Regions from separate parts of the Astyanax mexicanus genome. Here region 2 is linked to region 1. Evidence: chromatin contacts called from public Hi-C data. All regions are on one chromosome and are shown on one strand. The core of a region is the stretch at or near the end of the contact, and the rest is flanking DNA. Distances in the headings are between cores, read along the strand shown.

Region 1 (7,161 bases), core at 1,848-4,347:
CCAAAGTGTAATTACGGTGTGTGGCAGTGGACAAGTAGTTATTTTATTTAACATGAGGAGTTGAAACTCTGAGATGTGGATCCAGACAGGACTAAAATTACCGGAGGACCACAGAGTTCAGCAAAAAACAGTAGTAAATTTAGCCTGTAATTTTCCCAGAGGACGTCTGAGAAAAACACATATTACATGGTCGTTCGGGACAGAAATAAAATCACAGAGGATCCCCCATAAAAGAGAAAATTACCCCAGGACCCCCTAAAAACTAATCCCGTTCGGATAGGGCTTTAAAACAGGACTGCTGCTTTTACCTGATGTTCATTCATTGTATTAAAAAAAATATTTGGATTTGGAGCATTTCTACAAGGATTTGATTGCTTTCAGTGACAAAAGCAGCTAGTAAGTTTATGTATATCCACTCTCGAGTCATATTCTGTTGGCAGTATGTCTGTGCATTCGCAAATTTGTGTCATCAGATCGTTTGGGTACGTTCATTTGTGTCACTTTAAACACATAAAACAACGAATCGTTATTATACTGTATATTTAGACTCAATCATCACTGTCAAAAAAAAACCAGTTCTCCAATTCTGTTGATTTTTATTTTACTACATCATTTGAACACAGGAGCTGTCATTCACAATGGGTCAATTAAAATGCTTTAAAATGTACTTGGAATAAAATATTTTTTACACTGACTTCAATTGAAAGTTCTGAAGGATATTCTCTCTCCTGTGAAGGTAATTTTTTTTGGAGATTTTCTTAGGTGAGTGACAATACAAATGTACTGATGTGTGCTCTAGGAGTGTGCCATATTATATCATACGCAATAATATCGTGCCATATCACCCACCTCTAATTATCACATCAGGGTACTACTTTTTTTTTGCTGTTTTTAGCAAAAGGAAAATTCACACTGTTGTCATTTCCCATTACATATCTACTAGAGACAGATTATGTCTGTTCAGTATCATTTATTTTACTCTAATTCTGGATATATGGAGATATTTGGAGTGCATTATTATCACCCACCCTAGTGTGCTCTAATCTGCTTTTGGACTCATCTTTTACTTTTTTTTACACCCACTGACTCAACCGCTTAAATCCAGTGTTCCATTTTTCAGTTATTGGTGCCCAGCTTTTGAGGGCAAACATCTTAATTAGCACCTCAAAGTGTGATGACAGTGTGGTAATCTGAATGAGATTTTCACACATTCTCTTACTCACTCTCTCTCTCTCTCTCTCTCTTGCACACACACACACATATACAGTACACACAAACACATGCCCATTGTCTTCATTTGAGCTGGTAACTCGCTCCATGTCCTGTAGTTCCTCCTTTTCCAATGCAAAAGGGGATTATAGCTAAGGTTATTTCAGCTCTGCAGTGTTCTCATACATATCTGCATGGGGCTCAGATTCAAAGCCCACAACTTCACACAGTGCTCTGATAGAAACAGAGCATAAGAACTGCTACGTTTTACATTAAAAAGAAAAGGCATAAGTTGTGTACACAGAGCTGCGTGTGGTTCATGGAAGTCTGTGGTATGTAATTTTAGAAACAGCATGAGGTGCATACAGATGCACATGCTTTCTATGTGCTTTAAGTATATTTCAGCTGCAGCTCCTGTGAGGTGTTGAAGGCCTACTTATCATTTTGTTCTTCAGAAGTATTTTAAGTGTATCCTATCAGAGGTGAGACCTACAAGTGTTTGCTCACTAGAACTTCTGAAAGGGCCGAGCTACACACTTAAAGGTTCCCACACACAGTATTAGGAAAAAGGCTTTCATTGATGTGTGGGGGTTCTTCAAACATAATTTTAAAAATGTTTGATTTCATACAAGTCATTTCAGGAAATAGTAATAGTAATTGTGATAATTTTATGGTATTTCTCCAAACAAGCATTAACGTTTAGGTATTTTTTTTAATCCAGCACAGGATTTAATAACTGCAGGTTATGGTAAATAAGCAAAAATAGTTGGCCAGTCTGGCTGCACTGTTGACCACTAAGGTAGAAGGAGAGTAGATGATCTGATATGTACTTGGATCTTTAGGAATGAGTACATCTACTGTATACAAACTTTAACAAAAGCTAAAATATGGTATAGTGTGTGTAGTATACATACAGTGTATATATAATGAGTGTGTGATGTGGTGTGGTGTGATGGTGTTTTTTTTCTGCCTTGCACAAGTATATATATGCACTCTGGACTCCTTTTACTTTGTTTTAATACAATTACTTTTTCAGTTTACATATATATTTTTTTATTATTAAAGGTTCAATGCAAAACACCATAGTGGGCAACACTATAGCCTTCATCTATCTGTTATACACCTAGCAACATCTTAGCAGGCATCTACCAGTCCTATAAACTAAATCAGATTACTTGTTTGGCATTTATCAAAAGCAAAAAGAAAAGAAAAATACAATAAATTAAAATATCCATTGAATCATCTCTACATATATAAACCAACTACATACAAATAGAAATACAAATAGGTATGCATGGTATAAATCTATATGTGATCTCAGGAAACAAGCCAAACTTTTGCAAACTTGTGGTTATCATACCACACCATATCATACGTTTTTATTTACAAAATTAATAAATTGTTTACTAATATTTAAAATAATGTTACAAGGCATATCTATTTCCAATACAATTTATCATTATTCATGATAAAGCATTTTTTCCTCCCAAAACATACGATTGATAGATAGATAGATAGATAGATAGATAGATAGATAGATAGATAGATAGATAGATAGATAGATAGATAGATAGATAGATAGATAGATAGATAGATAGATAGGAAATTGAGGGACTGATGCCATAGAGGATTAATAATACTACTAATAATATTGATAATAGTGCTTTGAGAGAATAGTGAAAAAGTGAAAAAAGTGAACAATGGACAACTATGCCTATCTATCTATCTGTCAGAAAAACACCCAAGAATACCTGATTTCACTCTCATATTTCAGAGCTCTATGACTGGTCCTGTCTCTTTAAACGGGGGCGTGGCCTCGCGACTACTACCAGCCTTTTATGCAAATCAGCCCGCCCGCTCTTGTGGATTAAACCGCGCTGGAGTTGCTTGAAGGATCCAGAGTGAGTGAAGCCGCAGTGTGGCACTGAACTGTTCCTGCGTTCACGCCGGGACTCTTCACGCTCTTCCCTTTCGGAGAGACTGATCAGCTGAGCCTGAGAGAATACAGCGCTGCAGAGAAAGCACGGAGAGAGGAGGGAATTTTCTCCGGGACCTTTACTGTTTGTTGGAAAGCGCTTTTTCAGAGAATAATCTGTGTGTAAGAGAGAGAGAGAGAAAGTGCTGGGAAAGAAGTACAGCAGCAGCAGCAGCAGAGTGGAGCTCTGAACTGAGCTCAGCCCCAACAACAGAAGTCTCGCTGTGGATTTTTACGACTCAAATGTCTTGCAGGACACGGAGGCTGGGGATTAATTTAAGGTAAGGATGGAAGGAGCTGGGCTGGGTCCTGAGTGGAGCTCTTCTTTTTGGGGTTTATTGGACTTGGTGGCTTTGTTAAGTTAACCAGCTAGGTTCAATTAGTTGGATCACTCACTGATGCATGAGCTGGATCAGCTGTGTGTGTGTGTGTGTGTGTGTGTGTGTGTGTGTGTGTGTGTGTGTGTGTGTGTGTGTGTGTGTGTGTGTGTGTGTGTGTTTTTAAGGAGTTGGGTTGGTCTTATTTGACTCAGCTGGGTTATTGAGATCCAGAGTTGGAGCCAATAGGTGAAGCTTAACCCTTTCAGACCCTGCAACCATTACAATGAACATGATGTATTTTCTTTCTTTCTTTTTTTTATGTTTTGTTGCATTATAAACCAATGAAACAGTAATTTGGCCCCAGCCACTGCAAAAACACTGGAAAAACAGTAGTACTAGAATCATTCAGGCAAAGTATCAGCTAATTTAACTCATTTAACTTGATTTAGAACACTTTTAATCATGTGTTTGCTGTTTATGAATGGTTTATGAAATAAAAAGTTCAATATGAAATAAAATGCATGATTTATTTGCTGTATAGATTTTATAGTAGAATTTTAGAGTGCACTACAGACAGAAAACAGCATTCTTAGATTTTTTTTTTTTTTTTCATCACTAGAGATAATTCAGGTTAAGTAACTTTAGTATAACTAGCTTCAGAATCAGTAGTTATTTAGCTACTTTCTTAGCAAAGCCAGCAGTGCTGCAGCTTAGAGTGAACAGTAAGTAAGTAGTAAGGTAGTATTAGCTAGGTAATTTTCCCAGAAGTACTGTGAGCCAACTCTGCTGTAGTATAAACCCTCTGACACTGCATCATGTTGTTGTGCAATGGTGTAGCTACTAACTGTGTTGCGAAACTTTTTTAAGGCTCTACCACCACACAAATAATTGAGCTGAGCTCACACTTTTTAGGTGATGGAACCCACCTAAAACCCACCAAGTTCTGAAGTATCTTTAACAAGCTCAATATTTTAGGAACTAAGCTCATTTAGAGCTACAGTGAAGTAGACAGTGCATGAGTGCTAGGTCATGCTTGTTGCCTTTGATTAATGACTTACTTAGCTTGCAGTAAATCTGAACTACTTCAGGACAAAGGGCTAAAAAAATAGAAAACACAGAAAGAACAAAGGCAAGTTTCCTCATTGATGGATAACTAAGGCCTGAGGGGAGTCAATTGAACACTTTTGAATGAATTCATCACAGCATGTCTTGGTTTTTAAACTATTATTTTCCCCAATTCTCTTCCAGATCTTGTGTGCTGTGACCTGTGTTTACTCTGAAGTTGCACTGTTGAGCAGACCGATGCCAGGAATCAGTGCAAACCTTCCGCCTTGTGACAGGTGGGAGATGGAGGACTGTGATCAGTACCAACACTATTTCTACGATGACCACAACCTGGACGAGGATTTCTTCAAGTCCACCGCGCCTAGTGAGGACATTTGGAAGAAGTTCGAGCTTGTCCCAACCCCGCCCATGTCTCCCATCAGGACAGTGGAGGGTGCCAATGGGGCAGTGTATCCATCCCTAGGGGACAAGCTGGAGTGGGTGTCCCAGTTCTTGGGGCAGGACGAAGAGCATGAGGGACAATGTAAAGTCAGTGCGGAGAAGACTTTTGGTAACCTGAGCTCCATCATTATCCAGGACTGCATGTGGAGCAGCTTTTCTGCCAGCCAGCGGCTTGAGAAAGTGGTCAACGAGCGCTTGTCTTGCTCGGGGCAGTCCAAGCTGCCCTTTGCCCTCCAGACTAACTCCATGCACCCGAGCAAATCGCAGGTTGTCCCTGCAGATGCTGCGCCTGTGCTCAACAGCTTGGCCACGGATTGTGTGGATCCAGCGGCTGTCCTGACCTTCCCTCTGAGCAGCAGCAGCTGCAAGAAACAGGTGTCGTCTGGGTCAGAGTCACGCAGCGATTCTTCTGGTAGGCATATAGTCCTTGACTTTGATCCAAGTGCATGATGCTGCATGCAGGGTTTTTTTTTATGTGTATTTTTAAACATGTCCAAACAAGAGAAGTTTTATCATCCGAAAGACCATGATTTATTCAGGCAATGCTCACCTTTTTACTTCAAGTCATACAAATGTACTTCTTTAATTGAATTAGTTTTAAACTCTTCAGTTCGGTGAGTGCGTAAGGCGCTGTTATAGAGGTGTTACACGAGTTATGCAATGATGCCTCTTCGGTTTTGAGGTTGACATCATGTGTGGAATGTCTGTGTGGACTTGTGCCATAGTCCTACATTCCTAAACTCCAACAAGGGGATGGATTGTTGTGCTTGTGGGCGGGGAGCAGAGAACGATCAGCTGAAAGAGGAAGCGGTGAGAAATGTAGCTAAACTTGATAAGTCATGAAAGACCACTGATTCCTTTTTATTTTTTCTCTGCTCCTGAAAGAATTGTAGACCACTTTTGAAGATCTTATTGGTGGTTATTTTTACAGGGATATGCAATCATGCATTTTGATTAAAATGTCCTAACGCACAGTTTAGTTTTTTAGCAGATTAAACATTTTAGAAATGTAGTGTTTTTTCACATTACAGTTCCAGAACACCACAACAACTATTGAAGGTTAGCCAACCCAAGGTTGTCTTTTAAGTAATTAGGCAGGCTTCTAGGTCATGTCCTTGTATCTTTTTTGTGCTTTTTTTTCCCTCACCCTCTTTGTTTGTTCTTCAGCTGCACTTTTTTCAATTAAAAGGGAACAAGAAACTGCTCAACAGATAGTTTGGATACTCAGCTGTGATGAGTCATGTGTCAACCTTGAGACTGTCTGATCTAAATGTTTCCTCAACCTCTAGTAGCCCTTCTGTGTTTACAAAAACCTCAAAACATGTGTAATACTTTTGGCGGCGCACAACTCTAGCCACAGATGCAATGTATAACCATTCATTTTACCCTGAGATCTAGTTATTAGTGGGAGTAGAAGATTTATGTGCACTAAAATTAAGCATCAATAACATGTAAGCTAATTGGTCAGTAATATATTGTATATCTGATTTTGTGCTGTCCTTTATTTATTCCTTTTCTTTTCTTTTTTTTTTTTTAGATGAGGAGGAGATCGATGTGGTGACAGTAGAGCACAAGCACAAGTCGCGGCTGGTCAGTTCCCGTAAGCCGGTCACGATCACCGTGCGTGCTGACCCCTATGACCCTGGCATGAAGCGCTTTCACATCTCTATTCACCAGCAGCAGCACAACTACGCCGCTCCCTCCCCCGACAGCCAGGTTGAGGTAGAGCCCCCTCGCAAGAAAGTTCGCCAGGAGACTCCCCAACCACGGACAGGTTCCACACTGCACACTCCTGAGAGCAAACCCTACTTGTCTATTGCTGCTGTTTCCATGCCAGCACAGGCCATGCCTGCGTCCCCGCCCCACTCCTCATCCCACCACAGCCCCAAGTCCCAGCCATCCAGCCCTCAGAGCTCAGACAGCGAAGACATGGACAGGCGCAAGAACCACAACTTCCTGGAGCGCAAGAGACGCAACGACCTGCGCTCCCGCTTCCTGGCCTTGAGGGACGAGATTCCCAGTCTGATGGACTGTCCGAAGACACCAAAGGTGGTGATCCTGACCAAAGCGGCGGAGTACTTGCGTGCCCTGCACATTACTGACAAGCAAAAAGCCCATGAAAAGAAGCAGCTTAAGAACAGGCAGCAGCAG
Region 2 (7,161 bases), core at 2,200-4,699, 96 kb after region 1:
CTTTTTCTTCTTAGCTTGCCGCGCCTCTCGTCCTCAGCTTCCTGTTTTCACAGTGGCCCACTGAACCCTTTCCCAGGGACAGGAAGTGGGGTAGCAGCAGCTGCTCAGCTGTAAGGAAGCAAATACACACACACACATCCCACACAGAGCTTGTAGGCTTTAACAGTGGTAGTTACAGTCTTTGTGTCTGAATGTGCTTCTGCCAGTCATTCAATTGGCTGTGTTCCAAGTATTGTTTTTTTTTGGAGTGTGTGTTGAGTTCAGTACATTCTGAGAGTCTGCTGGGGATGAAAGTTACTGATTTGTTGGTTTAAGAACACAAGTTTGAAAAAACACATGCTGTTCTTTGTGCTTTGACTGTATGGATTTGTTAATTTCCACCTGATTCACTTTAATGAAGGGCAAAACACAATAAATAAACAAGTCTTGTAGCCATTTCACACAATATGCTTTAAATATTGGAACACCTGGTTATTCATTGTTTGCTCTAAAATCAATGGTGCATCCAAATGTATACAAAAATTTATACAAACTTTTGACAGAAAAATGACATAGGTCAAAACAAGCAACATAAAAAAAAAGATTTAACTCTGTCTTTTACTTTAGCAGAATCATCTTCACAGATGTAGCATTTTAAGAATGTTGAAAACAGTCTTACTGGATCATATATGTATATATTTGTGATAGTAAAGGGTATTGTTAAAGTGTAACAATTTTGTGTATGCACAATAAGTCGAGCATAAGGATAAAATATAAAGCAGAACAGAACATTAACTTACTAGACACTGCTTCTGTCATTGTTTATTTAAAAAAAAAAACTATTTCCATCATTGTTTTTATTGTATTTACTTTTTCTCACTTTAGCTTTAACAATATTCTATTCCCTTGACTTTCACTGAAGTTTAGGTTTTTCTTTTACAGCTTTTTTTTTTGTTTTGAAAATACAAAGTTTTCTCTTTGACAATATATTGTGTTTTGTTGCCAATTTACCAATCTGCTTTGTTCTGCACCTAGTACCATTTAACCAATATTGCGCCACACACTGCCTCTTATTGCTGATTAATTGAATTAAAAGAAGTATTAAAAGAGGGTGTGTGCATGCCTCAGATCTATGCTGAGGTTGGAAAGTTTTTTTTTTTTTTTTGCCTATAAGGCTCCCAGTACTGCAGCGCCTCTATATGTACACACTCACATTTATTTAAAATACCGAGAACATTCACAGTGCGTGTGTTTGAGCCTGTGTGCACAGAGGAAACGAGACAGGATGTTTCACAACCTTGAATATTTAAAAGGAAATAAAAGGCACACAAGTTGAGGTTCAAATAAAAAATGTACTTGTAAATAGAAGATTTTGCGATAAGAATAAAAAAAAGGTGCCAATTTTCACTGCTGCTGGTGTCTGGGTTTTTTTTTAAACGTGCAAAAATATGTAGCCATATTACAGTATGATAAATGTCCTTAACAAGCCATTACTGGGCATAAAAGTGCAAACAGAGGGCAGCACAGTCACCCTGAGGAAGAAAAAAAAAGAAAGCCCTGGGTTAGAGGGCTAGAGCAGGGTCAGCCAGGCCACTGAGCTCCTGGAGCGCAGAGAGAGCTCGAGGCCTTAATCAAGGACCCAAATGTCAGCTTATAGGACCTGAGTATCTACAGTACAACCTTGTACTGTCAATAACCCCCAGCTTTAAATACTGAGCTACCACATTTGAAGTGATAGTTAAACAAAGTATCTATTTTTATTTTTGTCCAATACCTAAGTTTGCTAAACAATTTAATACTATTTCAATAGTTTTACCTCTTTACTCACACAACACCACTGTCTGTTCCAAAGGGTCTATATCCTTGCATGTAATCCCTGGGGTTCACATGTGAAGTTGGTGTGGTTCTAGTTCTGAACCAAAATTTCTGCATCACTTCCTGTTAGTATATTAATATATTCTGGACTAAACTGCCATACCTTTTAAAGTGTACACAACTGCGATCAGCGCTAGTTTTTAAGCTAGGCACTCTGGTGTTGTCCTTATTGTTTCCAGGTGTTAACAGTATTTAACCACAGCCCTCTTTGTTGTCTTTGCCAAGTGTTTATTATTCTTACTCTGTAGCTGAGGTGTTCTACATAGAACCCTGTTACAAAGTGAAGGACTGTACGTATATGAAATGCAGCCATTCTGTATGTTTGGTTCAATATCAAGGACACAGCTGTTGTATACTTCAAGGCCCTCAGTTGCCCACAGTTCTCTGCACATGTACAATGCAAACTTTGAATTGGTGTCTATAAAGCTTCAGGAGCAGAGTTCTTAAAAATGTATTTCATTTATGTGACGAAAAAAAAATTCCGTGATGTGGAGCTGAAATTAGCTTTTATTAGCCTTTATTTTCTTTTATTTTTCCGTTTCACCTTAAAGCCGGCAGCCTCTGCCATCTGTTGCAAAATTTTAAAGAGGAATAGGAAAGTTAACTAGCTACTGAGACAAACTACTAGAAAAATGTAAAGTTTGTTATGAACAAAATGACCATGAAACACTAAAACTACACATTAATCTATGGTGTCAATGGTTATGTACTCTAACACTCCAGCCTGACAGGAATCAGGACATCCTAGACCTGCAACAGCAAAACAATTGTCCAAGTGCTTTGCAAATTATATAATTTAATCAAGTTACATTAATATCCAGAAACTTCACAATCCATGAAATGCAGTAGGTAGACCACCTCAGGTATGCCCATCTGTGCATTTGCTATAGTGCACTTCTACCACTGTACATTACAAATATATAGAGTAATACAATTCACTAGGCTTTTTAAATATATGAATACAAAAATGACAGTACAAATGCAGCATTGTGTTCTTTTAGGTGCAATGGTAATGGGTTATGCAGAGGGGGTTTGCCAAGGGTGTGACATAGAACCAGTACATTCTGGTTTACTGACACCCTCCTGTATAGTACCATTAGTAGCTTACTATCTTTCCTTTATATTGTTACACCACAGTCATCTGAGTGATTTGCATGTGGTGTCATTGTGGTGTATGAGCTCAGTGACCATGCAATGAGAGAGTATGTTGTGTACTTACTTATTTTAGGTGTGTGTGTGTGTTAGAACATTGTTTACCAGCATCTTAGATAACTGCAGTGCAATGTTCTCCTCTGAGGCCTCCCATGTTTCCCTCCTCTCCCCTCTTCTTCCTCTCTCACTCTCTTACACACACTTTTTTTCTCTCTCTCTAACACACTCTCTCTCTCTCTCTCTCTCTCGTTTATCTCTAAGGCCGGCTGTCTCGCGCTCTAACCGGGGAAAAACCCGGGCGTTCCCTCACACACCCCCTCCGTTCCCGCGCTCGCGCCTCTCGGTTTAATGTGTTCATGTTTATCTAACGTGCTGGTCCACAGCGCTGTGCGCGTGTTTGTACCGGTTGCCCGGTTACGGCGTGGTCGGCTGGCCGCCGGTTGCCGCGGGAGACGGGGAGAGGAGGGCGTGGTCAGCGCCGCTCTGCTGCACTCTGCAGTTTTTGCTGCAGTTTTTTCGCGCGCTGCTTTTTCCCGCCTTTGGAGCCGGTGCAGGGGGCGGAGCTCTAGCACAAAGGCAGCGCGCGCACCAGCCTTTCCCGCCAAATGTCTCGCATGCAAATGAGCTGCTGATCGCGGGCGGGGCTAACGGGCGACTGCGGCAGGGTTAACCCTTTCACTGCTGCTGCTCCTTCTCCTCACTGCAGCACCTCGAGAGGAGCGCGGCTTATGTAAGAGCGCTCTCACCTTTATGTCCAGAGCTCTTACATAAGAGAAACACGCCGTTCTTACAGCCTAGGGTTAACTGCCTTAAAATACTACTTACTACAGAACGCATTACAAACTTTTCTTCTTAACAGCAGCTTCTGAATTAGTCTAAATCTGCATCAGTAAGGTTCTTTTTTAATCCTATGTATTGAAAGAGTGTGACCAGTGTAACTGCTTGTTTATTTCCTCATATTTCAGGGTTTATTAGTATTTGTTGGTGTGATCACATGTCTGTGTGAGTGTACAGTGTGTAGTTTCAGTGAAACTTTTTTTTCTGCTAAAACCACAAGTTTTGCCTCTTCCCTGCCTGCAGTATCAATTCCTGTGGATAAGAACAAAAGTGCATTCAGAAAGAGAAAATGTGTTGGTGTGTGATATGTAAACACAGTGATTTCAGATTTCACTATGATTCAGTTTCATTATTTTGATGCATATTTCAACAACAACAATATAATAAGTAGATGAAGAATGATAGACATGAAATGGAGTGATGGATAAATGACAAAATGCAAAAAAAAAATACAAAATGTAAATGTGAATGGATGGATATAGACAGATGAATGGATAGTTTGTTTGACTATTGATGTATGGGTAAATAGACAGATGTTTAGATAATCCATCTGACAATCAATAGATGTATGGATACACGCTAGTGTTAAATCAACGCTGTTAGTGTTCATTTTACTGTGTAAAAATATCTGGCTGGATAGATAATTGTATAGACTGATAAATGTATGGATAGATTGTCCACCCGATTATGTATGAATAGATGGATCATGTTATGTTCAGATTAATAAAAGAATAGATAGATGATATAGATATTCTGATGAATGGAGAGACAGTTTGAAAGAAAGATGGTTGGATAGATGGACAGATACAAAAAGGAAAAAAAGATTGTTGACAATTTTGCAGATAGATGGATGAATGGATAAACAGACCAAAGAATAAATGAATGAATAAAAAGATGGATAGAGATATCGACAGATTATTGAAGACAAAGTGCAAGAAAGAAACCTCAACTGAGACATTTACAATCAGTGGGGAGAGAGATGTGTAATGTTGTGGTTGGTGTGAAATACACAGAAATTGCTGCAGTTGAATTGTTACTTTCAGATTGATGTGTTTTTGTGCTACTTACATATTGAGCTGCGAAACGCACAGAAAAAGAGGGAAACACAGAAGCGGTAATATATATTATTTCAGCCATCCAGGAAAATACTGTCCATTCTTTGTGTCTGCTCTCCGCCTAGAAATTTATTTTCTGCAGCTAATGGCTGCAGTGTGTATGAATAGAGGTGAAGTGTTAAATGTATCTGAACACTGCCCTCAGCAACATTATTGACCTGTTTGGTCCATAAACACACCTGCTCTTGTAAAGCATGCTGTGTGGGTGTGGAAGGGCTAAGGTACAGTGCAGCTGTTGGTAATCTAACTGCAGCTGCTGCCAAAATAATACTTCCGTCACACGCCACTATTTATCTGCAACAACGGAACAACAGAGGGCAAAGGTGTTATACACGTGAGACGATACTGTGTGTGTGTGTGTGTGTGTATGTGTGTGTGTGTCACTCAGGATAAGCCTCTTTTATCAGTTATAACTGAGCTGTTTAACAGCATAATTGTGCACACTTACTCTCCAACTGCCCCAAAAACATCACGCCGCTGAAACAGAAACAGATTAGCAGGCAAATGAGCCTGTAACCGTCCTTTGTGCTGGGCCAGCCTCCTTCAGATTCTCCTCTCCTCCTCCCTCCCTCTCTTTGTGGGGGTGCCAACGGCTCACGCTCACATTGGCTCATATGTTTACTTTGCCCTGCACCTGTCAACGGACCCACTGCTCCTCAGCCTACCTGGAAACTTCCCAAAGGTGTGGCTAGCAGAGCGCAATCTAACATGAGCCGCCAGTGACCCAGGGTTTTATTCCCCTCAGTGATGGGCAGCTGCAGCTCGTCCTCACTCTCCTTTACACTCTCTCTAATGTATTACTTTCATCTTAGCTGGACTTGTCTGGACTTGTCCACCTTACAGTGTTACCCCCTACAGTACAGGCTTGTTACTCGGTAAGTGATACTAAAGGACTGCCTAGAAAAGCAAATTGTTCTCACCTTTTCTACAAATTTTCTATTTTAACTTACTCATAATTTGTACAACAGACCACCTCAGTACCTCTGATTTTGCTATTTATAGGTATATGTTTGAGTAAAATGAACATCGTTGTTTTATTCTATAAACTATGAACAACATTTCTTCCAAATTCCAAATAAAAATATTGTCATTGAGAGCATTTATTTGCATGAAATGAGAAATAGCTAAAATAACAAAAAAGATGCAAAAAAGAGTTTTCAGACCTCAAATAACACAAAGAAAACAAGTTCATATTAATAAAGTATTAAAAGTTCAGAAATCAATATTTGGTGGAATAACTCTGGTTTTAATTGCAGTTTTCATACATCTTGGCATGTTTTCTTCCACCAGTCTTACACACTGCTTTTGGATACATTTATGCCACTCTTGGTGCCAAAATTAACGCAGTTTAGTTTGGTTTGATGGCTTGTGATTATCCATCTTCATCTTAATTTCATTCCAGAGGTTTTTAATTTGGTAAAATAAAAAAAAAAAACTCATCATCCTTAAGTGGTTTCTTATTTTTTTTTTCCAGAGCACTTTTTCTTTACATTGCTTTAAAATGTTTTCATGAATGGACCAATGGAAATGCTACAGACTTTGTAGCTAAGTCTTTTATATTGACTATTATTAAAAGTGAAAACGGCTTTGATCTTTTCCTGTTAAATTAAAAAATAAAAATAATTAATGTTTTTGTATGTAAACTCAAACAAAACAAACATCCCAATTGGATTACAAAGAAAAACTCAGACATGAAAAATTGTAACTTTTTTTTTTTTTAGTAACTTCTGTAAAACCAATACAATAACATGCTAAAAGTCATAGTCAAGTTTTACCTCAGGAGAAAGCTTTGAAACGTTCTCACCTGTATAAGTTGTGAGGTGTCATCTTGATGGGACATCTTGATGGGACATCTTGATGGGACAAGTAGATGCCATATTGATGGGACATTCAATTTCCAAAGGTTTGTGGGCATTTATGATTTCCTGATCCCCAAAAATACAATGCTGTGTGTGTGTGTGTGGTATGATTGTGACCCGCGGTGTCTGTCTAGAATTGTCCATGCCAGTTGAACTGAAGGAATAGATCAATCACAAATGCTGATGCTACTAAATATATTAGTTATAATGTAGTACATAACTATAAAATACACTTTTATTTGCTGTTAATAATGTTAACATTTACATAGAACTGTTTTTTATAAGCTGTTTAAACAACCCTTTAAAACTGAACACTGTCTATATACTGTATATGTGCTTAAAGA

Evidence for each region. Hi-C and Micro-C count contacts between places; a contact is called where the count stands out from the background.
Region 2: a Hi-C map of muscle shows a contact between it and region 1, with 17 times the contacts expected there. The contact joins the enhancer-like site here to the promoter of myclb in region 1. A contact is called at or near these places in 3 of 3 Hi-C or Micro-C datasets (blood and muscle).

What each region holds. Positions count from the first base shown.
Region 1 is chr3:45,001,000-45,008,160 of AstMex3_surface, forward strand. myclb (MYCL proto-oncogene, bHLH transcription factor b) reads left to right here and starts at 3,098. Exons shown (of 3, transcript XM_007249274.4): 1 at 3,098-3,465; 2 at 4,753-5,422; 3 at 6,548-7,161. The coding sequence starts at 4,807.
Region 2 is chr3:45,096,817-45,103,977 of AstMex3_surface, forward strand. No RefSeq gene overlaps it. Among protein-coding and RNA genes, the nearest start is that of trit1, 87 kb to the left of the region's middle. Within about 2 kb of position 3,450, the one cell type or tissue checked has an H3K27ac peak away from gene starts, as active enhancers do.